Regions from separate parts of the Mus musculus genome. Here region 1 is linked to region 2. Evidence: chromatin contacts called from public Hi-C data. All regions are on one chromosome and are shown on one strand. The core of a region is the stretch at or near the end of the contact, and the rest is flanking DNA. Distances in the headings are between cores, read along the strand shown. Region 1 holds the start of Mbnl3 (muscleblind like splicing factor 3). Region 2 has its middle 66 kb from the start of Rap2c.

Evidence for each region. Hi-C and Micro-C count contacts between places; a contact is called where the count stands out from the background.
Region 1: a contact with region 2 is called in a Hi-C map of the G1E-ER4 cell line, with 3 times the contacts expected there. The contact joins the promoter of Mbnl3 here to the enhancer-like site in region 2. A contact is called at or near these places in 9 of 39 promoter capture datasets (the 3T3-L1 cell line, 3T3-L1-derived adipocytes, the C10 cell line and 6 more), 26 of 484 Hi-C or Micro-C datasets (the Ba/F3 cell line, the C2C12 cell line, the G1E-ER4 cell line and 20 more), 2 of 115 datasets of contacts at active chromatin or transcription factors (bone marrow-derived dendritic cells and bone marrow-derived macrophages) and 3 of 9 other capture datasets (adipose tissue, liver and macrophages).

Annotation. Positions count from the first base shown.
Region 1 is chrX:51,203,247-51,209,253 of GRCm38.p6, reverse strand. Mbnl3 (muscleblind like splicing factor 3) reads left to right here and starts at 3,264. Exons shown (of 8, transcript NM_134163.5): 1 at 3,264-3,480.
Region 2 is chrX:51,081,189-51,087,575 of GRCm38.p6, reverse strand. No RefSeq gene overlaps it. Among named protein-coding and RNA genes, the nearest start is that of Rap2c, 66 kb to the right of the region's middle. Within about 2 kb of position 2,400, at least 15 of the 459 cell types and tissues checked have an H3K27ac peak or open chromatin away from gene starts, as enhancers often do. A contact at or near this core is called in the Ba/F3 cell line, the G1E-ER4 cell line, the HPC-7 cell line and 1 more, where this site is marked.

The sequences.
Region 1 (6,007 bases), core at 2,015-4,514, 120 kb before region 2:
TTTTAAATAACATTCCTACCATTTTGTTTTGTCTTTGTTTGGGGGTGTGTGTACCATTTTATGTGTTATTCTTAGCATATTTCCCTCTGAAGAATTATTTTAAAAATATAATATGTAATTATCAAGGATAATTTATACTATATATTCTTCAAAGGCCCGGAGAAAAATTGTCTTGTAAGTTAATCTCGTCCCAGTGTGTTTCAGAAGATATAATTCTTCCACATTCGTCTTCAATTCTGCATTTACCAGACTGTGTCTAGGTGACTGACAAATTTATGTAACAGAAAAAAAGCCCCAATTTTTTTAAAATTGTCTTTGCAACCTAAGAATTACTGATCAATTTCTTTCTGTGTGTACAATTATTTTAGCATTCTGGTACATACTGGGTCATTTTATCATTTCTTGTCTAAGAAATGCAGTTTTATAAAACTTTTTTTATAAAAGCATTACCTTGGATGATAATATTTATTGACTGTCTAAACTTTTTGTAAACTAGATTCTGCTTTTTTTCCCTCCCTGTTTCTTTATTTAGAAGCTTTGTGTGAATCACAAACTCCAAATCCCCAACTCTGAATGGAAAGGGCTTTTCAGGAATGGGTGAATGAAGAGTGAATAATGCCAATAGCTCTTGAGCCACCCTTCATCGAGAAGACAAGAGCTTCCATGAAGCTGCTGCCTGTGAGCATTTCTAGAACACAGCAAGAATTAACAAGTGCTACTGTTGCTGATAATATAGGGCGGGTGAGAAGAGTGCCACAGATTCAAAACAGGAGAGAGATGCTTTTTATTCTTTGTCATAGTATGGCCTTGCTTTTATGTCCAATCGCACAGGTTAATTGTCTTCTAAAGAGAATAATAAATCAATTATGCTGCCTAGCTGAGAGGAGGGGGCAGAAAATCGAATACAATATAATAAGAACTTGTAAAAAAAAACTTAAAACCATGACACACTAACACATTACAGATTTTTAACTCTTTGCCTATCCAGCATTTTAAAAAATAGGTCTATATTTGTTTGTGGACTATTGTAATCCTTCTAATATGAAATTATTATATGAGTTTTAGAATTTTTCCTGTTACATTAGTCAAAGTTAAATATACTTTCCTGGAAGAAGACGCTACTTGAGGCTGCCCCAGTTTTCACCTTATGTAGTTTTAAAATGCAGCAAAAGCGTCAAAAGAATGTTCCCAAGGTATGTGTAAAGAATCGCTCACAAGCCCCATTTGACTCATTGGTGGGGCAAAGGGCCAGGAATGACAATTTTGAATCAAACAGTAACCTTTGAAGATCCTTCAGGGTAATGATGCCGAGAAGATCCCAAATGCAAATGAGGAGCAGATGGAAGTGTTATGAGACTTGAATGTACAAACATTTATGGTAAGAGACCTTCTAGAGTATTGTGAGGACACGGCCCTATTTTTCTTTGGCGATGTTCCTCTAACCATGTCTGAGAAGAGCCAAAGAGACTATTGACTGGCTAGAATTTGTTTATAAGGTTACTCTTCTCTCCAGAAAACAGTAAAATCTCCTTTGCAGTTTTCACTGGCCAGCCCTTTCAAGCAAGAGACAATGTTGAAACCATGCTGTCCCCTAGATGGGTAACATTCCTTGAAGTGTACCGCACATTCCTAAGGAAATAATTGTTCTAGCAACTCCACAACAGTGAAAGTGGGCCTGTCTGTGTGGGTGGTTATTAGGAAAACCTGTGGGTCCCGCAGGAGTCTTGGATTGCAGTGGTGGACAGAGGTGAGGGACCCGTGTTGCCCAAGTTTAGTATAAAGACTCCTTTTGTTGAGTCACTGACATGACAGCTCCTCATTTGTTGGGTCACTGGGCATAAAGTTATACTGCCTTGCCTGTCTTCCAGTCTCTCGAAGTAACCAACACCTCTTTAGTTTGGTGGTGGCTCGTGGACTGGCAAAACCACTTCCTATATGCCAGACAAGTTTGACTTTTTTTTTTTTACAGTAGTGCAGGGACTTTGGCAAGTATGAAAGAAGGCGTGGGAGAAGTAGTTAGGAGTTCATGAGGTAACCAGGAAGTCCTTATTTTGACTTGTTAGGATCCTGGCCATAACTCTCAAGTGTTTGACATGATCCCTGTACATTGTCCTGGTGACTTTCCCAGTTCTTGCCAAATGCCATTGCAGATTTTAATGATGTGAGGGGCAGTTTGTGCCCAGTCTTCTAACCATTGCTGTCGTACTCTGATTATTTTGCATTTAACACACAGAGATTGATTTCTTGCCTAAAATGAGCTGAATTCTATTTGGATCAGTTGGGCAGAATTAAAAAGTATAATTAGCCCGAGAATTCACTTCACTCCACAACCTAACTGCCACTTAAATATGCCCTGCAATGCTTCTGCACTTTGTGCGGAGCTTATAGAGCTGAGTTCTAGACTGAAGCAGTTGATTGCATGCAGGAAAGCAGCCATGAATTGCTACGAGATCCTCGTTGACGATCCTGCATGTGTGTGTGTTATCATCTACAATTGTCCTCATAAAATTAAATAAAAGCACGCATTTATTATTGTGGGGCTCCAATTAAGAGACAGCTGGTGCTCTTATTACGCTCGCATTAAATTGAAACTTGTAATTTAGATGTCCAGATGCACACTTTAAAACCCAAGTATAAAACCGCCTTTGCTTTGTCCATTTTCCATTCAGAAGTATCTGGAACCCTACCTCAGGGCTCCTCCTACCCGGTAAACTCCCTTGCAGTAGGGGAAGCATTTCCTCTGATCAACAGTTCTCTTCTCTCAAGTTTTTGGAGCGAAATAAAAGATCTGGCGTTTTATGGAAGGGAGGAGACCCCGGAAGGCAAACGGTAAGTATTTCACCCTCCACGAGTTGAAATACGTATTGATCAAAGTCATTTTGGAATTTTTCTAGTACACCTCACCTGTCTCGGGAGTGTCTAGAAACCTATAGCTTCGCATTACAATTGCCTGTCTAGTTGGCACTGTAGTCACTGAAGCTCTAGAAACTTTAGAGCCGGCTCGCGCTCCCGACCCGGGTGGCGTGTGCATGCTTCCCGCCGGCTTTGCTTCTGAACATCCTGAACGTTATGATTTGCCCCCATCCCCCCTCCCACACACATACTTAATAACGCAATGACAAAAGCCACTCTCGGCGAGGGCTTGTGCAAGCTGGGGGCTTGGGGGTGGGGTGGGGGGAGGCGCCACACCCCCTGAGAATAAAGCCCACGCCAGCAGTCTCGGGAAAAGCAAGCGCGAAGGTACGACTCTCACAAAGACGAGATTTCACGACGCAAGTGCGTCCTACAGGAAGAAAGTGCCCCCAGTCGGAGCGCGAGCAGGAGCGCGACTTTTTGGCGCTCTTTGCGAGCGAGCCGCAAGGAGGCGGAAGACGGTCCCGGGCCGGGGCGCGGGAATCGGGGCAGCGAGCGCCGCACGGGGGAGTTCCTGCGCGTGGCGTCCTCGCAGCGAGACGCCGCTGGAGTCGCTCACTCGGAGAGGTGAGGCTGGACGGTGGCGGGGGCGGTGGCCGTGGCAGTGGCGGCGAGGGGCGACGGCTAGGCGGGGTGAGTGGCGCTACCTGGCCAGGCGGGGCGGGGCCGGTCCGGGGCGGCTGAGGGCGGCGATTGCCGGCGACTCCAGGAGTTTGGCGTGAGTTGCCTTGCGGGCGCCTAAAATCCGAATTGTCTCTCCCGAATGGCCGAGCGCTAAAGTGAGAGCCAGCGGGGTCAGCCCGGGGGAGCGCGGGGGGGAGGGATGCGGGACTTTTGTGTGTGTGTTGTGGGGGTGCACGGTGGAGGGGTGCCGGGGAGAACTTAGGGCACGCCTTTAACTAGGGGCCCCAGTTTGGGGGAGATGAGGTGGGGGTGGGATGAGGGCCGGTTGCCACAGCAACCACGAGCCTCGGCGGCAGGAGCCCCGTGCCTGCCCCGGCCGGCCCTCCCGCTTGCCCGCTCGCCGGCCCGCCCGCCCGCGCGCGCCGCGGCGGCTTGGGGAGCTGGGGCGCTCGGAGGTGTGCTCCGAGTGGACTGAACCAAGCGGTGGCGACCGCGGGGGGTGGGGAGGGCGTGCTCCCGGGCCCCTCCCCTAGCAAGCCGGCCGAGTTGGGGGGACTCCCCCATTACCGAGGGCACCCCACAAACTAGGGTCTCCTTAGGCCTGAGGCAAAAGCGTGGGGGCCTGGGGACGGGGGTGGGGTGGGGGCGGAGGTGGATGGCACCTCTGGGCTCGTGGTCTTGGTCCCCGGAGTTCGCAGCGCGTGTTGCTGGACTTGACACCGTACACCCCGCTGCCGCTGACTCGGGGCCCGGTAGCACGTCCCAGCCCTGAAGTTCTGGAGGTGGGGCGAGCTTTAATTTGCCTATATCTAAGGATTTCAGGAACCTCGCTTTAAAATGGCGGCATCCACTATACACCCCTGCTAAAGGCTCGCCCGGCACCGGGGCCACCTAGCGCAGCGCAGCGCTGCTTTTTTTTTTTTTTTTTTTTTTTGCTTCTCCCGCTAACAGATGGCATGTGCGGCTGTTGCTGCCTCTGCCCCTACTGCTGCCACTGAGAACAGGGGCCCCTTAGCCTCTGGGTTTGAGCTAGCGACGGAAGGTAAGGCTGCGGATGAGTTTGGGTTTAGGAAACTGGCTGCCTTGCTAGGACACCGATGAAATGCGCTGCTTTTAAAACTTTTTTTCTACTCCCGCGCAAACAAGGCAATTTAACACTGACTGCAACTTGTTGCGTGGGTTTATTTTTTTCCCTGTTTGTTTTCTTTTCTTTTTTCCTTTGATTTTCCTCGTTTACTCTTTCCTTCCTCTCACCCCCACCTTTCCTTTTTTTTTTTTTAACATAAAGGAACTTCCTGCATGGCTTGTCATTAGCAAACGCTTTCTCTAACTAACTTTCCCATTTCCATGGGATGCCTTAGCAGGGCCGCAGAACTGCATTGCATCTCTTCCCTCCCTGTGTGAATACATTTGGGCAGCTTGCTTTTACCACCTGGAGCTGAATGGCATGATGGCTCTACATTATAGGGAAGGATTGTAAAGGCAGCTGTAGTTTTTAGCACTAGGAAAAAAAAGCTTCTGTGATAAGAAAATGACATTAAAACACGGGTTCTACTGAAGTTTAACCGTAGGCCATTAGTTGTGCTGTTGGTTTCGGCACACGTAGATTATGTGACACTGTTTATTGATAAGTAAGCACACACAACACACACATAGATGTGAATATTTTGTTCCAATGGTTTTAGGGAGTTCTTTTCGTCTAGATGTTCTTAATTGCTCTTTCTAAACTGGCCTCTGACCCCCACAGCCTTTCCATACGTGTAGGTAAAGTTCCTGGGAAAACATCAATTAAAATAAAGCTGCTGCAAGATTTAATTTTGAAATGATTGGTGACTGATCACAGTGCAGACATGTTGGTTTAATTAGCAAGGCTTTGGGTGACTACTGAAAAACAGACGGCTGATGCACCCGAACCAATGACTGGACACCGACACGTAATGTAATTGATCCAGGTATTTCTGAAGAAAGGCATATTGACAAGGACCCTTACCAGAGACTTTGGCTTTTTCTGAATCATAGGCACATTTTCTTTTGGACTGTGCAAAATTTAGTCCATTAGACATTAAATACTAAAGCAAATTGTTTTTTTTTTTAATTTATAATGCTTTGGGGAAATGCTTTTCCCAAATATTTAGAAACACTTCTCTAAGCCTAGCCTAAATAGACGTCTGTCTATAACCCAGCTGATCCTATTGTACTCGGTGTGCTTTTCACTTCTTCCAAGCAATAGAAGCTGGAAAGGAGGGGAAAGTTTGTTTTGCACCTACTAAAGTCTAGTGCAGGTTTTCTACAGTCTACCTAGAAACAAAGACCCACGCTGCTAACAATGGAATTTACTGTCTAGTAATTCCACACTGCTCGAAGAGACCCATGGGAAGCCATCACATTTGAGAAAGGAGGTGCTAGAGGGAGAGCAATAGATATCTGCAGAGGAAGGATGACAACCATCAAGTTCTCATTTTTTTAATGA
Region 2 (6,387 bases), core at 1,151-3,650:
ATGAGATCAGAGTTTGTCTAAAGACAGGAACAAACATAACCAGAGTGTGGGTGGCAGAATTAGAGTAATCAGGCAAGACATTTAAAAGGATCGCAAAATACAGAAAACCTAGTCTTTGCTTTCTTCTCATTATCCTGAAATTGTTATGACATGCTAGATAGGCAGAGAAGACAGTTATAATTATATAAATCTTATGAAATTAAATGGGAGAGAAAGCGCTGTCATGTGTGTAGCCAAGGAGTTCAGACTCTCCAAAAGCAGGTATCGTAAGTGCTAATGTATGGCAACAACATTTCTTTCTTCTAAAATATAGAAGTTACTTTCTGTTACTATTTGGTGACATTCTGCATCTTCCTGTTTGTGGTCATTTAGATCATCTTATGAATTATGGAGAACTTCCTAAGGCATGCATCAGTGAGATTCCTCCCACACGTGACCATGCTCTCTACCCTTCTTGTGTTCATAAACTTAAATGGTGCGAAGGGGAGAAACTCTACAAATGTCTGCACAGTACAAACAGCATGGATGGACCCATGTACTCAGTTTTTTCCCAAGTTAAAAAATATATATCAATTTATTCTTGGATTTTAAAAAATGTGAAAGGAGCTGGAAAGATGCTTCAGCAGTTAAGAACATTTGCTGCCCTTGCAGAGGACCCTGGTTAAGTTCCCAGCACTCACATGGAGCCTTACAACCATCTGAAATTTAAGGTCTTGGGAATCTGACCTGCTCTTCAGACCTCTTAGGGCACCAGACTTACACATAGCATATTGCATATAAACATGCATGCTGACAAACTTTCGATCTAATAATAAATAAATAATTTTAAAACTGTGAGAAAAATTCCTGAGCTCAATTCAATAATTGTGAAAGAATGAAAGCCCACAGTTGGAAGGAAGGCATGGAGAAGAAAATACATCTCTCAACACCCTTATGTTCTCTATTTGTTTATGACTTGTATCTTACACTGTTTCCCAATTTATATTCTGGGAATAAGCAGAGACTATTTTATAACTGCCCAACAACTACTTCAGAATGTATTCTGTCTAAGCTTAATCAATGGAACTAAAACACAGCTCATATCTCAGGCCCTTCGTCCCCTACTTAATCCTAGGGCTGGATATGGGATCCAGATCAGCACAAATGGACACAGCAGTAATTTCAGAGGTAAGCTGATTACACAAACTGCACCTGACCATGGCAAACCTGAGATATCTGGTGGAATTATCAGAAAAGAAGTGGCCCTGTTTTTCTATAGGAATCATTAAGGCAGGAGACTGTAAGTCTGGTAGTCTTGGTCATCCTATGGGAAGAGGCTACATAATAATGAAGGAAATATGAGGGGAACCAGAGGATAATTCCTAATTCCTTAATGCTAGTTTATTTCTATTACCTGCCCCGTGTTTTCTGCTATCTCGACATCCTATTTAATCACACCTTTCATCATCTTGTCACTGATTTATTCATTTAGCAAATATTTGTATAACTACTCAATATTTAGTGATCTACTGAGGGACTATTGTGGTTATGGGAATAGTCCCAGAATTATCATTTTAAAAAAGAGAACTTAGGGACTAGAGAGATGACTTGGTGGTTAAGAGTACTTCCTGTTCCTGCAGAGAATCCTACAAGACATTGGTTCCTTGGGTTTACCTGGTGGCTCACAACCTTTGGTTACTTTATTTCCAGGTAATCCATTGCCCTCTTCAGGACCCATAGGTATTGCATGAATGCAGCACACTTCCAAACAAGTAGGCAAAATATGTAATAGCAAGAAAAATATATGAAAAATAACAGGAGATCTTCAGCCTGCAAGATGACTTACTGCAACATTTCTGGTGAAGTAAGTTTGATTCCCAGAACTGTCTTAAAGGTAGAGAGAACTACTCTACAATGTTGTCTTCTGAATTGCACAAACAGGTACACACAGAGACACACACAGACATGCACACACAGAAGGTAGTAGGAGGGGAGAGGGACGGAGGGAAATAGATACACAGAGAAAGACAGAGACAAAGAGACATCAAGAGAAAATAAAGTTCTTTAAGAAGAGGAAATCTTGGGATAATGTCACAGCTCCACAGGAGGTATGAAAATTTTAAAGAAAAAAAAAGTCTGTGTAGGAACCTAATTTGAAAACCTATTTTAGAAATTCAATGATAGTAGGAACATTCAAAGGGCACGAATGAGGAAATACATCTTACATAGCTCTAAGCAAATCGTCCTTGGTTTATTTTTATAGACCATTTACTTTTATTTGTCTTGTTAGAAGACATCACAGAACCCATTCAAATGTATCTATAGATTCTGGGGCGGGGGGAGGTCCATGACAGTTGAAAATGGTTTATCATTGTAATCTATTTCCTCCTTTGGGTTTCAGGACTGCTGCGTCATTGCTTAACGAGAAGCAACGTGAGAGTATCCTTGCAGCAAGCCTTTCAAACTCTAGTGAGACAGAAAGGAAGCAGGGTTTCCGTCTCCCTTGCTTTATGACTGTTTGTAGAGTTTTTGATCTACTTATGCTGTGAAAAATATATATATATAAATAGAATTACTTGAAGGTCTTAAGAGCTAAAGTCTAACAGAGCCTCACAAAACAAATGTTGTCCTTGAACATTGAAGCCGAAGTGATATTGAAGAGGAGTAGAGGAACCAATGCGTTTTAGGACGTTGTTTTGGAAGAAACAATATGAGGAATTCAATTTTCAGCACTCTCCCTTTTTAAGCTCCTGAAAAACATCCTAGGGTTAAACTATGTGAATCGTGAATCGCTACTTCCTATGTGATAAGTACATACTATTGAGTTAGTAGGCATTTAGATACTTAAGAACTACCTGCCTGTGAGAATAGGAGCAAAGAGTCAACAGGAACCATTGATTTCCACTCAATGACTGTCAATCCGACTCTGGGATCTTTTTTTCTTTGTGGTACCATGGATTGGTCCCAGGGTTCTGTGCACACCAAGCAAATTCCTCATCAAGGAGCTACACTCACAACCCATATGTCACTTCTTTCAGGTCTCAGAGAGCTATACATTTTTATTTTGTCTCTGCTCTTCTGGACTGTTCTCTTAGCATTAACTTCATTCTCCCATTTCTAGCTTAGGTTCTCTGGATTCACATTCACAAAGCAGGAGAATGGAGGAGGAGGGAGACTGGGCAACAGTTCAGACACCTACTTGCTCAGAAGCGAGGCTAGAGAAGAAACACTGTTGCCAGGAAGACTGTGGTATTTCTCTACTAGTCCATTAAACTTCAGCCCCAAGGATTGCTTTATGCAATGATGGTGGATTGAGAGGAGGCTAATTCATCATGCACCCACTCTTGCTCCATCCATCAGTTGTAAATTGTAGTCTGGGTCATTTGATCTTGGGATGCCAAAATGAGTTGGGGCACCGTTTATTCTAATGTGTCCACAGGGTGCTGGGCTAGAGTGCAGAAAAGACTTGGGCATTTTCCTAGCTTCTCTGTCATTCATCTTCTCAAAGGGCCAGATCTCACTATGATGGAAACAAAAGAACCACTTTTTCCAAGAAGACCTTTAATGTGTTTATAAGCAATCTGCTGCTGTATGTGTCACTGGTGGCTGCGTTTTAAGGAGAGAAAAAAAACATTGAAGTAGTGTTGATGACAGTAATTTTATTTTACTTTCTCCCCCTTGTTTGGCTTTAAAACATGAATCGAATACATTCTCTAAGTACAGGAAAATTGTAATAATGCTGTTGAGAGCAAAATTTACCACTATGGTAACTGTAAAAACACATTGATAATAGATTTTAAAAACAATTTTAGGGGTATATTGGGATTGTGTTTTAGTGCTGTGACTAAACTCTGGGAAAAAGTTAATCAAAATGCAGTTGTCAGCAGTTTTGTATGTCAAGATATGAACAGATCAAAGGATGGATCAAAGCCTTCTGGCTTTAGCTGATGTCTGTACATTAAGATTTAGGGATGGCTGGATGCTTGAGAAAGTGACAAAGACCCAAGAGATAATCTCTGACAGGCACAATAAACAGGATGATGCACGTCAAAGAAAAGCCATGAAAAGCAAAAGGACCAGGATTAAGAGCAGGCAAGATCTGAGTCTGTAGGATTTCTCCAGTCACAGGAGAGGCAGGAAGAGATGGTCACTGAATTCTTACTGCCATATGAAGGCTCAAATAGCACCACCCGAAGAAATAGCTAGAAAGTGGGAGTGGTGTTGTGTTTGTTTTTTTGGTTTGTTGTTGTTTGTTTGTTTTTTCAAAATGCTTCCCCCCGCCCCGCCCCGGGAATTGCTATGTAGACCAAGCTGGCTTTGAACTCACAGACATCCACATGCATATATCTGTCTCCCAAATGTTGAGATTTCAAGGCATGCCGCACCACCACACTCAGCACAACTACTTAATCTGATTACATCTGTTCTAACTAAATTTCAGAATTATACCTCTTGGCTATGTTTTCTGTTGTCCTCAACCAGCCTGAGGAGGTATTTCCAATCCCATTTAAACTTGTGTTCCCAATGCCACTTTGCCCTTACCCACATTGATTGACTCCAAATCAAATTTACTCCATAGCTCAAACCCCACTAGAATGGACGTTGAAAGTTCAACCTACATTTTCTGTGACTCTGGACAATTCTTCTACTTCCTGGGCTCTCCATATACTTTTATTTAGCTTACATGCACACACATGCACACACACGCGCGCACACACACACACACACACACACACACACACATACACACTCACGCACATGCACACACCCATGCAGCTCTAGTAACCACAGGGATTAGTCTATAAAGCATATATTCCATATTGCTTACTCATTCTTCCCACTTTTCTTATTAGCTCCTTTTTTTTTTTTCTGTCTAGAGAACCCTTGGAACTCCAAACTATGTTTTATTTCAGAGCCGTCTGTCTCTGAGCTCCTCACTAGCTGAGCTAGGTCCTTCAATGTTCTGGCAAATGAACCAACATTCCATCTTAGAAGATGTCCCTTCCTAAGGAGAAAGTTATCATTACAAATATCAAAATTAAGCTAGACAAGCTACTGAGAAACCAGATCTTGGGTTCAGATTCCATCTTAGAAAACCTGACCTAAAGTTGAACTCAATTTAACTACCGGGCCAGTATCTGGCACCAATTTCCAGGTTACCTGCCAACAAGACCCGTGTCTAGCACCAGTTTCCGGGTTATTCTCCAACAAATCTGAATATCCAGGTTAGAAGCCCGCCCCTGGCAACTTCACTTCCTAACAACCACCAATCATTGTGAGGGAAACAGAAGTTAAGTTTATGGTTCAGTTCCCAGCACCAGCCAATTATGTTAAAGGCCATAATGTCCATCCCCAATCAGATGTGTACCAGGCTAGATGCCTCCTTCTTGCCTCTATAAATGCTTGCCTAAAGCTAAGCTTAGGGCTGCCCCTCCCATTCTCCTGTATCAAAGTTGGCGGTGTGGCCCAAGAGCTTAAATAGAGACCCTAATGCGATTACATCGGAATTGGTTCCTTGGTGGCCTTTTAGGGTTCATGAATGTTTCCTGGCACCATAGTACTATAATTCAAGCGATTCAGAAGCAAAGATGAGTCAACCTGGGTTAAAAGTAGCAAGATCCTGTCTTAAAAATAAATTAGAGCAAAAAACAAAAGAAAAACAAAACAAAACAAAAAACAAACAAATGTACACAATTGGGGAAACAAAGATTCACCGTGGAAAGTGAGAGACTTATGATTAGGGACAGGTCTGTCTGAATCTAATGCCAGAAGTATTCCCTCCTGGCTTATGGGGAATGAGAATTCCAGGCCACTGGGCATAGCATCTATCTTCTTGTCTATTTAGCACCTGAGTATTGACCTACAATTTCCTCAGCTGTCCACTCAATTGCTTCTAACACATCTAAATGAAGAGTACAGAAAGCAAGTCCTCAAAACTCCGTTGGGTAAACCCAGTGCCCTGAGAGTCAACCCAGACAGGGCACTACTTCTCAGTTAGGGATTTTGACTTCTCGTGAGATACTGTGGCCCTGTCTGCACACATTTTTCATTGGTACTAGGGCAGGAACTTGAGTGGTATGGATTGAATAGAAGCCAGGCAAGTACTCTATCTCATACAATGCGCCGGTCAGCTCTCTTAGCAAGGAATAAAATGAACCAAGAAGTTCATAGTGCCAAGGTTGAGAGCCCCTTCTCTGACGGTTAGTTTATCGATCGGCAGTGTATCCGTATTGCCTGTTTCACATGGGCCATTTAGGTTTCATAGACAACTGCTACTGATCCTTCTAGAGCCTGATGCTGCATCCAAATGACAATACCTTTGGGAGGCATTATTTGCAGGCCATGTGGACTGACTCAAACTGGCCTTCTCAGTGTTCTTCATGATGATATCACTAAGGTGTGTGTGTG